Regions from separate parts of the Sus scrofa genome. Here region 1 is linked to region 2. Evidence: chromatin contacts called from public HiChIP or PLAC-seq data. All regions are on one chromosome and are shown on one strand. Each heading gives the region's core, a stretch centred on a gene start, on an enhancer-like site or on the middle of the called end of the contact. The rest is flanking DNA. Distances are from core to core; before and after follow the strand shown. Region 1 holds the start of NDUFS2 (NADH dehydrogenase [ubiquinone] iron-sulfur protein 2, mitochondrial). Region 2 holds the start of SDHC (succinate dehydrogenase cytochrome b560 subunit, mitochondrial).

The links. HiChIP or PLAC-seq counts read pairs in DNA pulled down with a chosen protein or histone mark.
Region 1: a contact with region 2 is called in an H3K27ac HiChIP or PLAC-seq map of skeletal muscle. The contact joins the promoter of NDUFS2 here to the promoter of SDHC in region 2. A contact is called at or near these places in 2 of 5 promoter capture datasets (fetal liver and liver), 2 of 47 Hi-C or Micro-C datasets (epiblast stem cells and skeletal muscle) and 2 of 2 datasets of contacts at active chromatin or transcription factors (alveolar macrophages and skeletal muscle).

The regions. Positions count from the first base shown.
Region 1 is chr4:89,254,668-89,261,581 of Sscrofa11.1, forward strand. NDUFS2 (NADH dehydrogenase [ubiquinone] iron-sulfur protein 2, mitochondrial) reads right to left here and starts at 2,423. Exons shown (of 14, transcript XM_005663166.3): 1 at 2,281-2,423; 2 at 1,382-1,488. The coding sequence starts at 2,375. ADAMTS4 (A disintegrin and metalloproteinase with thrombospondin motifs 4) reads left to right here and starts at 5,687. Exons shown (of 9, transcript XM_003481414.4): 1 at 5,687-6,853. The coding sequence starts at 6,116.
Region 2 is chr4:89,165,922-89,172,541 of Sscrofa11.1, forward strand. SDHC (succinate dehydrogenase cytochrome b560 subunit, mitochondrial) reads right to left here and starts at 3,243. Exons shown (of 6, transcript XM_003125659.6): 1 at 3,142-3,243. The coding sequence starts at 3,161.

The sequences.
Region 1 (6,914 bases), core at 1,173-3,672, 88 kb after region 2:
GGTAGTGGTTCAATTATCAGTATTTTTATTAATGACACTTACGGAGGACTTAGCAACAGGCCAGTCACTACACTAAGTGGTTTATGTTACTAGCATCTCATTCAATCCTTACAATAATGCTATATAGTAGGTGCCTTATTCATTGGTAAATGGACTCTCAAACCAGAGTCTACCTTTGCAACCAAAATTCTCCTCCACAATCTTTGGAGTCAGACCTGTGTACAAATCCACCTATGTCACTGATCACGTTTTAATCTCCCTACACCATCATTTCCTCAAAATTGGGATAATGTTTGTATCACTCTCATAGAGTTGTTGTAAAGACTAAGTGAAATAAACAAAAACACTTAGCATATGGTTAACTACTAAGCTGTTGTTACAGTTAAATTTTTGAAAGGTAACTGGAAGTGCCTTTGAAGGTTTTTGAACAAAAGAATGAATGCCATGGTAAAATGATGCTTGGGGAAGATGAAGGCAATGACATTGTATAGGATAGTTGGAGGGAGACAAGATCAGTGGCAGGAACACAGCAAAGAGACTCCTAAAATAATCACAGTCTAATACAAAACAAATCTGAACAAGAAAGCAAGAAAGGGAGATAACCAGATATATAATGTTATTAAAGAATTTGCAAAAAAAAAAAAAGAATTTGCATGGTTTGGTGACTTACTGGACATAGATATAGAGGGCAAAAGAGAAGAAAGAGCCACAGATAGATGATTAAAAAGTTTCAATCCTGAAGGATTAGGAGAATGGAGGAGTCACTGATCAAAATTTAAAATCACAGGAGTTCCTGTTGTGGCTCAGAGTGTTAAAAACCCAACATGGTGTCCATGAGGATGCAGGTTCAATCCCTGGCCTCCCTCCTTGGGTTAAGGATCCAGCATTGCCACAAGCTGCTGAAACCCGCAGCATAGGTCGCAGATGCATCTTGGATCCTGTGTTGCTGTGGCTGCAGCTGATTCGAACCCTAGCCCAGGAACTTCCATATAAGGAAAAAAAAAATCATGAGGAAGAGCTAGTTTTGATGGGGAAAAATGTATTGTATTCCGTCGGGTTCCATTTGGGTGCCAGTGGGAAAATCACCTTGTCTAGAGGGAGGTGTCTAGGGGAGACTGAACCTCTGGAAAAAGGTGAAGCTAAAGATACAGATTTGGTAGGAACCTTCAAGGGTTTGATGGGACCTATTTGTTCTTTTCTCCTGAAATGTCATATTTGACAAATAACTTCTATTATCACTCTTACCATGTTTGCTGAGTTGCGAGGTTAAAGTAAAAAGGACTGGGGCTAAAATTTGCCTAAAACAGAGCTCAAAAGCACTTACGCGTCAGCTTGGGGACAGAGAGGGGTATGGGTTGAGACTGTGGCTCTGGGCACTTACCATTCCAAGGTGGAGGTTTCCAGTGGGCTGTTTCCTTAGTGGGGTACATGACAGCTCCCCCAAACTGCTCTGCCCATTCCACATCTGGCTGCCATTGCCGAGCCCCTCTGGAGAGGTAATAACAGATCCTAGACAAAGGGCCTGACAGGTGCTTGGTTCCTCTGTTCCCATCACTTTCAAGTGGGCCCAGGGAAGGGTGTCTTGGATTCTTCAATGCCAAGTCACTGGCAAAGAGTTATGTAGCTTTGGCAGAGCAAGCTGGAACTCCAGAGATTCTACTCTTACTAAAAACTTATTCCCAGAATCACTTCACCCATAATCCCTGTGCATGCAAAGTTAGGGTTCCCAGCTCCTTTAAATTCTGGCCATATTCATATTCCCATCCTGGTAAAAATGGTGTTTATTCAAGGTCAACCAAAGAGTAGGAATAGAAAGGGGGGTAGGGCATGCTGGCTCCTTGGCTCTGTTCAAGTATGGTGAGAGTGATGCACTGGTGCCAACCCGCGGTTCTTGGTTTATGCTACTCCTTTAAGACCATCAGAGGTGCTTTCCTCTTCTTCCACAGCACCTAAGGAGCCTTCTCACCAGTCGCAGCCCACCCCTGATGGGGTTTGCGAAAAGCAGTAGCACAAAAAGGGGAGAGTGACATTATCACTAACGCTGAAGGGCAGAGTCTCCCTCCAACTGATTTCACTCCTGGCACACGGAGCTCAAGACTCTCTTTCCTCCCTCGGACAGAACAGGTGCCGCTGGATCCTGGAGCCCGAGAGAGCAGGCCTGGGCGAAGGGTCACGGGCCTGGGTCATTCTTTCCTAAGGGGTCACAGGGCCCGCGGACTCCCCAAACTCGGGAAACCCTAGCCCTGGGGACGGCGTATCGAGGGCTTCCCTTGGTCTCACCTGCTAGGCTGAATCGGTAGTCGGGCCCCAGCCCCGGGCCGCAGCACCTGGGCCGCGACGCCCCGGAGGCTGCACAGTGCTCTGAGCGCCGCCATCTTGCCCCGCCACAGACTGCGGAAAGGAGAACCGGGCGGAAGTGCTTCGCGCGCGCCTCCTCGTGGGCTTCTCGCCCATTCGCACAACGCAGCGGCCCTCTTGGAAGCTGGCGGGGTCGCAGGACAGCCAACCTGAGGACATCCGGGTTCTGCACCTGGGCTTCATTTTCGCCTAAATACCCATGGCTGAGGACGATGCTTTCCACCTCTCCTGACTGGCCCTTCTAAGTTCCAGCCGCGGGCTATAGCTCCCTCTATGCTCCCTCGCCAATCTGTCTGCGCGCCTCGGAAAGTGCCCTACCTCCCTCCCGGGGCTGGGCACACACTCTCTTAGGGGCTCTTACCCTCTCCCCTCCTGGGCTGCCTAGCTGCTGTAGCCCTACCCTTCTGGGGTTGCTCCAGGCTTTGCCAATTCCCTCCCTAGCCCCGAATCCAAAGGACTTGGAGCAAAAAAAGCCAGCCAATTTCCAGATGGCCTAAATGGGTTAGGGGAAAGGGGCTCCAGTAGGGCTGGGCGGGTCTGAGAGCTCTGGCCAAACCAAAATGAAAAAAGAGTAGGACGCCAAGGCCACTAGCATTGGAATGGGCTGCTGGAGTGTGTAGGAGCCACCTCACCCCAGCTGAGGAGGGGAGGTCCCTTATGGGTGATCCTGACATCTGCAGGGCTTCCAGAAGCTCCAGAATTACAGACCCAGGAAGTGCCCTTAGCGATGCCTCATACCTGACTTCTATCCCAGTCAGACTCTTTTACCTCACATCTTTCTGACTCAGTCTCAGTCCTGGCCAAGAGCATAGAAAAGTAGTACCACCAGCAGTCTGATCCCAATTCTATGTGGAAGAGACAAAGAAGAGTTTTCCAACTTTGGAGCAGGTTCCTGTTCTTTCTGCTTCCAAAGCCAGCTCCGGCTGGGCCACCCATTGAGTTCTGCACATCCCTCCCACTTGGGGCCTGGAAAGAGGCCTTCCCGAGATCTCCCCGAGACAGCGTCCCTGGGCCACAGCCCACCAGCAGTGCAGCAGTGTAGCAGGGTGAGGCAAACAGGCCAGGAGAATGGCAGAGACAGGGAATTCTTAGCTACACGGAAAGGGGAAAGCCAGACTTCCAGCCTGGGAGTTGACCTAATGGGAACTGTACCAAAGGGTGGGGCCATATCCCTGGCTGTGAGAACTGACTGGGACCTGGGCAGACTGGCAGACCCCATAGAGCCAGGCAGAGGCTCTTCGTCTCTGCCTCCCTCATTCCCCACCCTCTCCCTGGGCCTTCTTTCCCTATATAGCTAAAACAATGAATGTGGTGATCGTGAGAGAGGACAATGTGGGGGACTGCATTTATTTGCCCTAATCCAGCCTAGAAGTCAGGGTAGACTCTGGGCTGCTCGGCCCTGGGGGCAACTGGAGTTGGAACTAGGGTGAGGGATCCTGGGGCGGGGGGGCTGCCTAGGACACTGCATCTTTTGTGCCTGTTCCCTGCTGCCAATACCCCCCACACACACTGCTGCTATGACTCTAAGGCCCTTTGTCTCTCACTGCTTAGTCACCCCCTTTGTCCTCATTTCAGATCGGGGGGGTGGGGTGGAAAGGGGCAGTAAGAGTCCTCTGGTGATAGCTCCTCTTGCCCCTGCCCCTTCTGGTCTCCCATCCTTTGTCTGACTCCTACAGCACCAACCCCCTCCACTGAGGACCAAGGTCAGGGCACGTAGCAGGTCAAGAAGTGGATCTGGCAGTCAGAAAGGGGTGGGTGATACAGGAATTGATGGGCACCAGGGCAGGTATTAGAGACTTGAACAGGAAGGGAGTAGATAAGGAAGTATTCTGGCGGATGTGATGTGGTAGACAGGAGGTGACAAGGCAGAGAGTGAATAGAGGAATGGGGGCAGGGGCAGGTGGTCCACCTCTGGGAAAGGAAAGTGCTGAGTATACTCTCCTTCCTGGGGATATCCTGGGGAAAGGAGTGGCCATAGCATGGGGTGAGCGGAAATTGCCCCTACTTCTGAACCCTTTGCTTCCTTGCCTTGAGAGTCCAGCCCCAAGACTTCTTTGCTGAGTTCTCTCTAGTCCAGAACCGACAGAATCAATTTACTTCCTTTCCTTAACATCACCTCTTCCTCCTCAAGCACTCTCTCCATCCCAGGCATGGGGTTCCTGTTTCTCTCAGTACCGTAAAATTCCGGTGTACACAGTGCTGCATCCACCCTCTCCCTGTCCCATGGGGAATGAGAAGTAAAAGATTACTAGATATTCCAGGAACCACTGGGTTCTTAGGACAAGGTGGGGCCAAAAGGGGGAACCAAGTGGGGATTCCCTCTGATGGATTGGCACAGGGTACATCTGGGTTCCTGAGAGAGCAAGTCTTTCCTGTGCTGGGGGTTGGCTGACTTGAGGCTGAGGGAGGGCTTAGGGCAGTTGGGAGTGGGTAGGAGCAGGGCCAAGAGCCTGGGGGAAGCTACTGGGAGCTGGGCCAGAGAAATGGGGAGTCAGGAAGTGGGGAGGGGGAGCCCTGGGGGGAATGAAGGCGGAATGGCTGTTTGGGCTTGGGAGGGGGCGGGGAGGGGAGTGGTAACTCAGGAAGGGGGAGCCTGAGGGAGAGAAGAAACATTAGGGAAGAGGAGGTGCCACCCTGGATCTTCCTTCTATAAAAGGAAAAGTTGTTAACCCCTCCCGCCTTGTTCTCTGCTGGCTCTATGTGTCCATTCTAAACAGACTCATTCTGGGAGTTCCCTTCGTGGCTCAGTGGTTAACGAACCCGACTAGGATCCATGAGGATGCAGGTTCGAACACTGACATCTCTCAGAGTGTTAGAGATCTGGCTGTAGGTCTGATTCGACCCCTTAGCCTGGGAACTTCCATGGGACGGCTCTAAAAGAAAAAAGAAAAAAAAAAAGATTCATTCTACCTTCTGGGCAGTTCACTCCCTGATCACTGTCTCCTTGCTCACCCTTCTCCCTGCCTCTGTCCTGTCCTCTTGATGCTTCCCCACCTTCTTTCCCTGGCAGCTCACTCAGTTCCCTCTGCCTTGGAAACCAGCCTCTAGGGGCAGAGGGCATTATGAGGGATCCTTGAGAAAAGGGAGGCTGTGGGAGGCAGTGGGAGCAAGAATTCTCCTGGGACCATGATCCTTTCTTTGCGTGTTGGCCAGGCCCTTTCCCTGACTTCCTACCCCTCCTGGGGCTCTGTCCCACCAAAGAGAGACAGCCAAGAGACTGTGGGGTTTGGGAAAAGGCTATGTCATCAGCTGGCCCAGTGCCCATGATCCATCCGGCTGGGTAAGTTCCACTTTTTAAAAAAAAAAAAAAAAAAAAAAACTAGGATATTTGGGAAGCAATGAGACACAGGACTCCTGGCTGAATGGCTTATAGCTCAGCCAATCAATCGTAGCGGCTCGGGATGCTTAAAAGAGCTGGCGCGGAGAGAGGCTGGGAAGAACCCACAGGGAGATTCACAGACACATAGACACGGGAGAGAGAGGAGGAGAGAGACAGAGACAAAGGCACGGCGGAAGGAGGCAGAGAGAGGGCAGGCACAGAAGCGAAGCCAGACCGAGCCTGAGAGAGTGCAGAGGCAGAGACTAGAGAAGCTGCAGAAACAGGCAGGGAGAGACAAAGATCCCGGAGAGGACAGTGTGGGAGGAGAGTTTGGAGGAACCAGACCACCAGGCACCTCTCCTAAGCCTAAGGGCCAAGTTTTCTCCATCTTCTCCGAAGGTCCCCAGCCCCTCTGAAAACTCTGCCTCTGACCTTGGCATGAGTCCGAGCCCCCAGGCTGCAGAGAGAAGCTTTCCAAAGCCGGGGCGGGGAGGACTTGGTGCCCAGACGGCCTCAGTCCCTCCCAGCTGCAGCACCAGTGCCATGTCCCGGACGGACTCGCATCCCGGGAGGGGCTTGGCGGGGTGCTGGCGGTGGGGAAGCCAGCCCCGCCTGCTGCTCCCCACTGTGCCCATCTCCAGGCTGCTGTGGCTGCTTCTGCTACTGCTGGCCTCCCTCCTGCCCTCAGCCTGGCCGGCCAGCCCCCTCCCCCGGGAGGAGGAGATCGTGTTTCCAGAGAAGCTCAATGGCAGCGTCTTTCCTGGTTTGGGCGCCCCTGCCAGGTTGTTGTACCGCTTGCCAGCCTTTGGGGAGGTGCTACTACTAGAGCTGGAGCAGGACCCCGGCGTGCGGGTCGAGGGACTGACGGTGCAATACCTGGGCCAGGCGCCTGAGCTGCTGGGTGGGGCAGAGCCGGGTACCTACCTCACCGGCACCATCAACGGAGATCCGGAGTCTGTGGCATCTCTTCACTGGGACGGGGGATCTCTGTTAGGGGTGCTGCAGTATCGGGGGACCGAACTCCACATCCAGCCCCTGGAAGGAGGCACCCCTAACTCTGCCGGGGGGCCTGGCGCTCACATTCTACGCCGGAAGAGTCCCGCCAGTGGCCAGGGTCCCATGTGCAACGTCAAGGCTCCTCCTGGGAACCTCAGCTCCAGCCCCCGAAGGGCCAAGGTAGGCAGCCCTGGAGTCTGTGTCCTGCAGTGTCCTCCTGCCATGTCTGTCCTACTGACCC
Region 2 (6,620 bases), core at 1,993-4,492:
TGGGTACAGTCCTAAAAAGACAAAAAAAAAAAAAAATTACCAGAGTTAACTTACTGAAAAATAAAGTTGATTTCATCGATCTTCTGTCTCAAAGTCTTTAACAGTTTCCCACTGCGTATAAGGTTCATACTGTGGTCAAACAAGGCCCTTCTCAACATGACCCCAATCCAACTCTCCAGGCCTATTCTCCCACAAGTTCTCTTCAGCCCTCTATACCTCTACTATGTTGAATGTTACATTTACTCCAGACAGCAAGCCCTCTTAAGACCATATGCCTTTGCTCAGGCTATTCTCTGAATGGACCACCCTCACAGCCTCAAAAACTCATCCTTTAAGACCCAACAACCCCTAAATGCTAACTTTGTCACCCCTTTAGCCTTACATGCTACACCTGTCATGCTCCCATACATGACAGATGTTCATGTCTCTAAATCAACATTATGTTGGTGTGCCCGATGTGGCACAATGGGATTGGCAGCATCTCAGAAGTGCTGGGACACAGGTTGAATCCCCAGCCTGGCACAGAGGGTTAAGGATTAAGGATCTGGCGTTGCTGCAGCTGCAGCTTGGGTTGCAACTATGGCTAGGATCTGATTCCTGGTCTGGAAACTCCATATGCCAAGGGGCAGCCAAAAAAGTGTGTGTGTGGGGGAATCACATGATGCTGCTTAATAATTAATCTATCTCCTTTGCTAAACTTTGAGCTCCTCAAAAACTGGCTGGAATACTCTGCATCCATAGCATCTATTATATGACATGTAGAATGTACTAGAGGCTCAAAAAAATGCTTTGTGAATAAGTATACTTATTTTAAAAAGCAGTCTTAGGGAGTTCCCGTCGTGGCGCAGTGGTTAACGAATCTGACTAGGAACCATGAGGTTGCGGGTTCGGTCCCTGCCCTTGCTCAGTGGGTTAACGATCTGGCGTTGCCGTGAGCTGAGGTGTAGGTTGCAGAAACGGCTCAGATCCCTCGTTGCTGTGGCTCTGGCGTAGGCCAGTGGCTACAGCTCTGATTCGACCCCTAGCCTGGGAACCTCCATATGCCGCGGGAGCGGCCCAAGAAATAGCAACAACAACAAAAAAGACAAAAAGACCAAAAAAAAAAAAAAAAAAAAGCAGTCTTAGGAATTCAGAATTAAGCCTTATTTTTAGAGGGTGTTTCAGATGTAGCATTTAATATGACAAGCAATGTCCAGAAGGCTAATGACTCCTGGTGGCTTTGTGCTTAAGCTGCATGAACATTACTAGGTAGAAGCCTAGCCGTTCTTAGCTGAGTTCTTTATCTCCAAATTGATTTTGGTGAATCATTCCTTGCTAAATGCCAATGGAGTTTGTGCTACTCAGGTGGTTATTCATCCCTAGAGAGGCTGTGAACAGTTTAGGGAGTATATAAAATACAGAGCACTGTTCAAAAGCCATGACATACTATTCGGTGATAACTAATAATTTTTGTTAACCTAGCATTAAAAATGTTTAGCCAGCAGTTCCCGCTGTGGTGTAAGGGGATTGGCAGTGTCTGAAGTGCTGGGACTCAGTTTGAGCCCCAGCCTGGCAAAGTGGGTTAAAGATCCGGCGTCGCCACAGCCGCGGCATGGCTCAGACCCCTAGCCAGGGAACTCCTTATGCCTCAGGCCGGCCAAAAAAGAAAAAAACTAATGTTCAGTCATGATTTCTCTTACGTAGGTTTACGTTATTACTATTTTCATTCACAAATGAAGAAACCACAATCATGTAATCAACAACCTCAACTTGTCCAAAAGAATGGAACTAGTGATATTACTGAACTAGAAACCAGCTCCTAGGGTTCCTTAGAAGGTATTTTCCTTTGAGGTTAAATCAGCACATTATAAAAGCTCCAAATTCCTCTAGAGAACTAGAATTAGGCCCATAACTTCCATCAAGAAAAAAATGTTTTTAATCCCTTATTTCATCATGAAACTTCTAAAACGAACTGTTACAGACCCAACATGATTATTTCAAGCATGTTAATTCCACCAAAAAGCCTGTGACATCTAAATTATGATATATCAAAGAAATCAAAAGTACTCAATTACGGTCAAACTACTTGTAACAAAGAACGCAGTCTGGGAAGACTAACTCCGGCAGACTTTACGAAAAAAAAGACACATCTGTAGATAAGAGGCAGGTAGCAAAATGAAGGATTAAGATACTGATCCCTGCTCTCAACTCCAAGAGGAATCATTTTGTCACAGAGAAAACCTAAATAAAGTCTGTCTATTTTTATACTGCATGACTGAAGTGGAAAGAGAAATGAGAAGGCATTTGGGGAAATCAGAAATTAAATCTCAACAGCATTAAAGCTAACTTTCCATAACAAAATAGTTTCCAAAAATAGTGCTGGCACGAAACTATGCTGGGATTTGTACCAAGAGTGTCTAAAGTCACTAAAGTTGCTATGGCTAGAAAAGCTCTGAGCAGAAGAGGAGGCCTTGTATACAGTGGACAGTTCAGAATGGAAAAAAAATCTAGGCTATTTCTGTGGACGAGGTGACACTGTAGAGGAAAAACGGAGTCATCCATTTCCTCCACCTCCCAACTCAAAAAATAAACTAAAATTTAATTTCCTGGCTGCTGTGGGGTAGCAGAGCGACCACTATTGGCGCTACTGCTAAACGCAGCCGGGTAGGGGTCCAGGACTCTTGCACTCTCTGCCAGGGCCCCTTTACGAAACTGGGCAGTACCCACTCATCGCCAGCAACTGGTGTCTGCAGGAGTAGACGCAAAGGCAAAGTACACCAAGATCCCTCACCTCGAAGCCCAATCCCTAAACAAGAGAAGTCAGCTATTTACTTTCTCGGAGCTCGTCTCTGGCTGCGGCACTGTGAGCAATTTGGGAAAAAGAAGTACGAAAAGTGGGAAAAGTAGAAAGGGCGAGAGCCCAGCCACCCATCTGTAAGGAGTAAGGAAAAGATAATCGGCCAGTGACCCTGAAGCCCTACAGGGTTCACAGGAGCGGCTGGGGGAGGGGAGGGTCTCTAGGATTCCAGGGCGCGTGACCTCCACCCACGGGTCCCCTCCTTGCCCAGACACGGGGTAAACAGCTGTCAGCAAGACGTGAGGGTCCAGGGCAGAGCTCCAAAGGGCCGCCGGCACTGACTCCCAGCCCCACACTAAAGTCACCTCAACAAGAGCGCAGCCATCTTGGGTTCCGGCCTGGACGGAAGTGACGCCAGACAGCCTCACCACTCTGGTGAGGGGAGGGGTAGTGGGCGGGGGCTTCTGTCACGTGAGTACACTGGCTCTTTAAGAGGATTGGCAGCTTCTCTGGCTCAGCCCAAATCAGACTCTGCTGATTATTTCTGGCTCAGCTCAGTTCAGCCTCTTTGCTGATATATATATATATTTTTTTTTTTGCTCAATTGGTCTCCGCCCCTGCCTCTCAGCGGACTTCTACCGTAAAGTACCAAGGCTTTCGCAAAATTGCCGCCGGCTCAGATTCTGCAGACTGCGTTTCACCTGCGGACACATTCATTTTGTTTAGCACCACAAAGCAGAGGACTTGCCCACCTTCTTCCCTGAGGATATCTCAGCCTAGTTTCACTTCCTACTCCTCCCAGGTAGGACTGAAAATGTCTGGGTAAGGGCAACTGAGACACCCAGGGAAAAAGATGCTTAGGCTCCTTCCCATTCTTAAGTGAACCTTCACCAATACAGAGATACAATGCAGAAGGTCCGTGGGAGAAAGAACCTCGAAGACCACCATTCCCAAGGACTGGGAACCTCCTCTCACCACTTCGATTAGTTTTATGCCTCACAACGACTGGGCTTGAGCTGCCACAAGGGCTAGCCGCCCACCAACCAAAGACAAGGCTCCCTTTTCCTTCTTTCAGGGCTATGTGGGTGACACCCACTGCCAGAAGAACCTGGGGTGGGGTGGGGAGAACTTACTTTGATTTGTATACATAAAAACAGTTTTGAGGGATCCAAACACAGCAGTCACTTCCAGAGCACTTAGGACTTAAAGGGATAAAACAAGCAAGTGGAAAGAAATGGAAGAGCACAAAAGTTCTTGAGCCTCTTTTGAGGAGGGAGGGTGAGGAGGAGTGAAGGAGACAGCCCAGGGCAACTCCTGTTCTACAATAAAACATATTAATTACATTAATATTCAGATCTCATTTATATTTAGCACTCCTGCACTTTTCCTTTCAGGGCTTAAATAGCACAGATTCACTTGCTTCTGCATTAAATGAAAGTACTGTTTTGCATGTAATGCTGGCCAAAAAAAAGCACTTTAAAAAACTTCTGGATCGGAAGAAAGCTTAGAGACTCTCTGACCTGGATTTTCTAACCAGTTCAGGAATCTCCTCTGCAACATTACTGACAGCTGATCTTCACGACTGCTCTAACACATTCAATAATGGATACCTCAAAAAACAAGTTTCAGGAATTCCCGTTGTGGTTCAGTGGATAAGGAATCAGATGAGGAACCACGAGGTTTCAGGTTCCATCCCTGGCCTCGATCAGTGGGTTAAGGATCCCGTGTTGCTGTGAGCTGTGGTATAGATGGCAGACTCGCTCAGATCCTGCATTGCTGTGTCTGTGGCGTAGGCTGGCGGCTACAGCTCCAATTAGACCCCTAGCCTGGGAACCTCCACATGCCGAAGGTGCGGCCCTAAAAAGACAAAAAACAAAAAGTTTCATTTAGTAAACAATTTCGTCATGGAAATTATGTTAAAATACAGTTTTTTGGCATTCCCTGGTGGCCCAGCAGTTAAGGATCTGGCATTGTCACTGACATGGCTTAGGTCACTGCTGTGGTGGGAGTTTCATTCCTGACCACTTCAGGCTTAGCCAAAAATAAATTTAAAAAATAAAATTAATTAATTAAATAAAATACAGTTCTTTGCTATTGAACTTCTAGTCATTGATCCTACTCTGGCCTTCTTTATTTTTATTATTTTTTTTTTTTTGTCTTTTGTTGCTGTTGTTGTTGCTATTTCTTGGGCTGCTCCCGCGGCATATGGAGGTTCCCAGGCTAGGGGTTGAATCGGAGCTGTAGCCACCGGCCTACACCAGAGCCACAGCAACTCGGGATCCGAGCCACGTCTGTAACCTACACCACAGCTCATGGCAACGCCGGATCGTTAACCCACTGAGCAAGGGCAGGGACCGAACCCGCAACCTCATGGTTCCTAGTCAGATTCGTTAACCACTGCGCCACGACGGGAACTCCTACTCTGGCCTTCTGAAACTTCACATTAACAAACCTAATGAATGCCTCTTTCACTTAGCTCTTTAAATAATTTCACTTAACATACGTGGTACTGACTTTTTGCCAGAGTCTGTGAAGGTGCTTTAGGGGATTCAAAGATACAAACTTGTATATTCTCAAGAGGTTTATAACCTTAGGATCAGTAGAAAAAGAAAGAAGTACAACAAAAAAATTAGCAACTCAGAAATCTCATCATGGCTCAGCAGTAATGAACCCCACTACTATCCATGAGGACGAGGGTTCAATCCCTGGCCTCACTCAATCCCTGGTGTAGCCATGAGCTGTGGTGTAGGCTGGCAGCTACAGCTCTGATTCGCCTGGGAACTTCCATATGCTGTGGGTGTGGCCCTAAAAAGACACACACACACACACACACACACACACACACACCACCAACTTATGAAAGGGGTATCAGGAAAGGGGTGGGGGATAAAAGGAGAAAGTGATTACAACTGGAGAGATGGAGTTAAGCAGGGATTTTGACTACAACATACTATAAACATTTATTGATAATGGTGATTTTGCCTGTGGAGTTTATGATCAAGCCCCATTTTTTTTTTTTTTTTTTTTTTTTTTTTTTTTTTTTTTTGCTATTTCTTGGGCCGCTCCCACAGCATATGGAGGTTCCCAGGCTAGGGGTCTAATTGGAGCTGTAGCCACCGGCCTACACCAGAGCCACAGCAACGCGGGATCCGAGCCACGTCTGTAACCTACACCACAGCTCATGGCAACGCCGGATCGTTAACCCACTGAGCAAGGGCAGGGACCGAACCCGCAACCTCATGGTTCCTAGTCGGATTCATTAACCACTGCGCCACGACGGGAACTCCAAGCCCCATATTTTGAGCTCCACAAACCAAATCAATGCTAATCACCAAACCAGATCTCCCACTGTGGTACTGGGAGATAAGGATCCAGCATTGCTGTAGCTGTAGTATAGGTTGCAGCTTCAGTTGGATTTAGATCCCTGGCCTGGGAACTTCCACTTGACACTGGTGTGGCTGAAAAAGAAAAAAAAAAAATAGAGACATATTAATCATGGGCTTCCCTGGTGGCCTAGAAGTTGGGGATCCAACGTTGTCACTGCTGTGGCTCAGATTTGATCCCTGGCCCAGGAACTTCTGCATGCTGTAGGCACAGCCAAGAAAGAAAGAAAGAGAGAAAGGAAAAAAAAAAGAAAAGGAATATGTTAATCAGCAAACCCACCAAAACAGTGGTGTAAGGAGATGTCTGGAAGGTACCAGGAGATTGGCTTTACAAATGAGCCTGCAATGGTCCCTTAGCAGAAACTAACAGTGACCTCTCCCCTCAATTAACCTCTAGAACCCAAAATTGATGAAATGAATCATACCGAAATTCAAAGGCTTAAGGCTAGGCCCCTATGAGC